Regions from separate parts of the Arachis hypogaea genome. Here region 1 is linked to region 2. The links are chromatin contacts, called in public Hi-C maps. All regions are on one chromosome and are shown on one strand. The core of a region is the stretch at or near the end of the contact, and the rest is flanking DNA. Distances in the headings are between cores, read along the strand shown.

What was found. A called contact is a pair of places that touch in the nucleus more often than the background predicts.
Region 1: a contact with region 2 is called in a Hi-C map of leaf, with 4 times the contacts expected there. The contact joins the promoter of LOC112797398 here to the enhancer-like site in region 2. A contact is called at or near these places in 3 of 8 Hi-C or Micro-C datasets (leaf and an unstated tissue).

Annotation. Positions count from the first base shown.
Region 1 is chr4:114,715,017-114,717,716 of arahy.Tifrunner.gnm2.J5K5, reverse strand. It overlaps LOC112797398 (ATPase GET3A), which reads right to left and starts at 1,325. Exons shown (of 7, transcript XM_025840311.3): 1 at 861-1,325; 2 at 1-36. The coding sequence starts at 1,121.
Region 2 is chr4:114,674,995-114,677,798 of arahy.Tifrunner.gnm2.J5K5, reverse strand. No RefSeq gene overlaps it. Among protein-coding and RNA genes, the nearest start is that of LOC112797395, 14 kb to the left of the region's middle. Within about 2 kb of position 1,373, at least 1 of the 3 cell types and tissues checked has open chromatin away from gene starts, as enhancers often do.

The DNA.
Region 1 (2,700 bases), core at 76-2,575, 40 kb before region 2:
GCCCACATCCTCATGCTCAACAGTGGGATCCACTTCCTACAATGGAAAACAATTAAGATAAAACTAACACCAAGATGAATGAAATAAAAATAGGATCATTTTGGATAACAAAAAAAAAACTCAAACAAATAATGATTCAAGTGTGAAGCACTCAGTAATTAATAAAAGGTCCAAGAGAGACAAATCATGTAACCTGAATTAGTAAAAGAGAAATAGTTAATCATTCAGATAAATAATTGACTCATGGATGACAACAGAATCATCATAGCTATACCCCCAAAGGAAAAAGGCTTTGCTTTTCTACACTCATACAAAAAACTATTAATACCTAACCTAACAAGTAACAACATGGCTACACAATAGATCATACACAAAACTAAGCTTCAAATGTTCTTCTTATATCACCAATCTCTCTCTGAACAATAAAAAGTGAAAATTGAATCCTTTACTAGACAGGAAAACCACTGCAACAACCTAAAAAGCATGAACATTGCGAACATTGCATATCTCATACACACCTATAAAAGGCACAACCACTATAAATCCACAAAACCACCAGTTCCAAAATAGAAAATAACAGCAGCAGCAACAAACAATACATAAAGTATGTGTTTTGCTTGGATAAACAATCAAAACCAACAAGCTTTCTTCTACAGATCTCAATTCAGGGAGCATAAGCAACTCCTCTTGCAAGTTGCAAATTCTCTTCACACAAGTCCCCATTCCCAGGGCCATTGATTCATTCAGCTTCGACTCAATTTCAGAAATTTGACCTAACAGCATGATAATCGAGTCCGAAAAAGGAAAACCACACACGAATAAGGCATAAAGCACTAAAATTGGGAAGCTCTAATTGGTACCATAGCATAGAGATTGGTGAAGCCATTGACCAAAGTTGGAGTCTTTGTGAATCGCTGTTGAAAAGCATCGCTGAGATTGTGAGCTGGGTCGGTGGAGATTATGAGAACAGAGTCGCGAACAGTGGCGAGAAGAATCGAGAGTATTGAGCTGCATGTGGTTTTGCCAACGCCACCTTTGCCACCAACGAAGACCCATTTGAGAGTTTCTTGTTCTAGAATGTTCTGCACCGTTCCTTCTGGCAAATTCTGCTGATCCGCCATGGCCACACTGCTCCTGTGTTCTCTCTCCTCCTTTCTTTCTTTCTTTCTTTCTTTTCCTTTCTTTCTTTCTTCTCTGATTTATGTTTTTTTTTTTTTTTTTTTGGCTTTGATGGAATATTCGAAAACGCAGTTGAGAGAAAGAGGAGAGAATAGCAAGAAAGAAGACCATTGTGTTTTGTACTGATTGAAATAAAATTTTAAAAATAATTAAGATCTAAAAAATCAAGGATAAACCAAAAAAGTATACTTGAATTATCTTGCCCCGTTCATAAAAATATTTTTAAATTTTGTTATTAATAAAATATTTTTAAATTATTTAAAAATATAATAAAAATATTAAATCGCAATTAAAAATGACTAAATTTTTTATCACAGCGAAATAATTTTGTTATTTTTTAAATTATTTGAGAATATTTTAATTAATAAAAAATTTTAAAATATTTTTGTCAATAATAAAATAATAAAGTATATTTTTGTTAATTTTTGCTAAGTGATCAATCATGCTTGAGCATGGCAAATTTTAAATTTTGGGACAAATTAGTTTATCCATTGAAATATTCATAAACTAATGTAGAATTAAGTAATATTTTCAATCTCATAAAAATGTAGACGAATTATTCTTTGATAAAGATATAATAGTTTTTAAATTTTTTTTAAAATTTTTAGATTAACCCTTTTATATAGACGAATAATTTAATATGAGAATCAATTTGTCTAATAAATAAAAATTCAAATACTGATTTAATTATTAAAATTTGTTGAGAATTAAAATATTCTACTAAAAATTTTTTAAAAATTACTTTGAAAATTGTATTCATTATTAATATTCCAATCATAAATTTAACGAAAATGTTAAAGAAGAGTTAAATTTTTTTTAAATAAAATTACTCGTTTTTTTTAATAATGTCTAAATTGATAAAAGTAAAAGATCGTCTCAGTTTCTTAAATTATTTATTCAAATTTTAGTTGAAAGACATTAGATATTTCATAATAAAAGTCAAATAATCAATTTAAATTAGTCGAATAATATATTGATTTGTCCATTTAAACAAATAGTCAGTTTATTGGAATTTAGATTCGTAGTTGGTTAGTTTTTAGTCTAACAAAAAAAAAATAGAAGTTAAATAAGATTATATTATAAAATTATGGATAACTAAAGTGAGATCCGTGTGATGTGCAGAGTAATAAATTAGTGATGATATATAGTATATTTTAATAAGTATTATATTGTTTAAAAATTAATTAATATATATACAAACTAATATTAAATTTTGGTGTGTTTTTATTTAAAATATTTTGTAATACAAAAATTTTTAATATTAAAATTGTACAAAATTATATCATTATTTGTTGTTTTTTATTTTTGCATTTGTTTCAATGAATGGACTTAGTCTTTTTATACGACGTTTGTTCTCTTTTTATTTTCGATTTTTGTTAGAATTTTTTTTCTTCTTCTTGTCATATATTTTTTGTGGAGACATGTTCTTTTTGAACTATTGACTTGTATATATTTTCTGATCTATTATCTTTTTTATTCCATCTTTCTATATATATTATTCATCTAAAGATGTGTCTTAAA
Region 2 (2,804 bases), core at 124-2,623:
GCCCCAGCGAGTACCCGCCTCGCCCTTACCTGTACCTATAAAAATTAAATAATATTTTAATTTTTACATATTCATATATAAATTAAGATAAAAACTTAAAATTCATACCTAAATTAAAATACAATATAAGATTCATACAATGTCAAATAACTTGAAATTAAAAAAAGTTAATGTTTGATCAATACAAATTTAACACCATAAAAAAATTACATCATTAAATATAAAAGAGTCTTCAATCCTTATTCTTGATCACTTTCTACATCTTCATCATCATTAAAGGTTTGAAGGTCAAGAGTCAAATCTAAAAATCAAAAAGAGATAATCAATTTATTTATTTTTTTATAGCCAATACGAATTCAAAAAAAAAAAAGAGATAATGGATTATGCAAAAAGGTTGTCACTAAAAAATTAAAAATACATTAAATGAGATAATGGATTATAGTCTATACAAATTTTAAATTCACTCTAAGATTAGACCAAAATCAAAGTTATATAATCAAGATGAAGAATAAAAATACACAAGTCTCATGCTCAGCAACAAAACTACATATAAGCTGTTTAAGAAGAAAGATATACATGATTTTAACTTGTGATATTGTCTTGTCATATCCTTTAAGGACGGTGCAAATCATTTCCTTCCCTAATTGAGAATTCAGGCTCCAATTCACATTCAGCCACATAATGCCTAATCCAATAAAAACCAATCTTAGTTAATATCTAATATACTTGAGTAAGAGAACATTCCAACTTATAGAAATCACCCTCAACTTTAATGCAAGATACAAAGGTATGAAGATCAACATAAGCATTATTATAACCAAGTGTAACACACAAGCCCTCACGTTGAAGAAAATTCACCTAACAATGGAAATGTAATAATGTTCTTATATAAGAATAGAGAAGAACGATATACATGTAATAACACATATATAAACAAAAATACAAATTCACACATTCTGATTCACAAATTCACACATTTAGATTCATACATTCAGATAAATAAACTCACATATGTAAATTCAAACATTCAGATTCACAAATTCACTATAAAGTGTAGATTTTTTCACATATTCATAACGTGAGAGAGAGACAAAGGATGAGGGGGAACTTACTAGGAAGCTGCAACAGTTAGAAGAAAGGAAAACCGCAGGGACGGCAATGGACTCGACAGTGCAGCGATGATGACTCAACGATGGATTCACTCGGCGAGGGATTCAGCAATGCAGTTACGGTGGCTCGGCAAGGGGTTCGGTAGCGCAACGATGGCAACAGGCTCGGTGGCACAATAACGTTTGATCTGTGATGGTGAGTGGCGCAGCTAAGCTTAGCTGTAGTCGTTAGAGAAGAGGTGATTTTTGTTGAGGGTTGGCAACTGAAGGTGAGCGGCGGTGAGGGTCTGGCGCAGCGACGGTGATGAATTATGATGGCGAGTGGTGCAGCTGAGCTTGGCTATGGTCTTTGGAGAAGAGGTGACTTTGGTTGAGGGTTGGGTTTCTGAAGGTGAGTGGCGGTGAGGGTATGAGGGATTAGGGAACCCTAATTCTTAAAATTATATACACACACGCACACATGCGCGTGCGCACACACACACACACATATATGCATTCTGGGGACGGGTTCACCCTGAACCCGACCCTGCCCCACCCCGCTCAACTACCCATCTCGATTGAAACCCGTCTCGCTCCAGGTCAGGTTTAAACTCGTCCCAACCGGGTAGGGGTGGGATGGGTACCCACGGATTTGGATACTCATGCCACCCATAGTGAACAATGTTTAATACCTCTATGTGGAATAATTGTTTCATTCAATTTATTTGTAATGGGTGAGAATGACCTCTAGTTTGATGAATCAAATAGAAAACTTTCTATGGTGATAGGTGAGCAAAAAAATGACTCTTGATACTATAACAAAATCCTAGAAGGTTCACTGTGTGAGTTAGAAAGCAGAGAAGGTTTAAGAGAGACCTTAAGAAATGAATGGTAAAATAGAATTGTGTATTATTGCTATCAGCTTTTTGGTTACTATACAAGTTAAGGTACAATTGATATATATAGCTATAGTTCACTCAGTATAGCTAACAAGATATATTCTTAAATTCTTGAATGCCAACTAACTCAATTAACATATTCTAAACAATCCTAATAGCCTAACTGATTTTGTTCCTTAATACAATTGGACCTCTATCACCTACCCCAACATATCCCACATCATTCTCTTTTTTCTCTTTAGTCCCTTCTCCTTTCTTCGTTTAACTTCTGATCTGCCTTCTCTCTCCTCCTCTCCCTCGATGACAACTTTCTCATGTCCCTCCTCTCCTCCATTCTCTCTCCACACCTCTCTCACCCACCTTAACCTCTCCCAAAACTTTTTCATCAAACTCATCCCTTCTTTTCTCTCCTCTTTCCCCTCTCTTCTCTACCTCGATCTCTTCTTCAACAACTTTTCTACTTCCGTTTTTTCCATCCTTCTCTATCTTCGATCTCCAGCTTCCATTCTCTCAACCCTTTTATAAATCTCCTTAACGTAGTCGTCTATTCTTTTTTCACCAACCTCAACACTTTAATCAACTAACACAATCAATATAGTTATTAAGGAGTTGGTTAAAAGATCCTCTTCTAAACATCTATGCCAAGTGTCAAGTTCGGATTGAATGGTCAACACCTAGTCATGGTTAGTCATGGGATACTTGACCACCAGAAAACTCACTTAATTTTTTTCGGTTAAGTTTGAGTTGAGTCTATTCAATACTTAATTTAAAAATAGTCTCATATCAACCAATAAATTTAAATAAATTTAAACCAAGT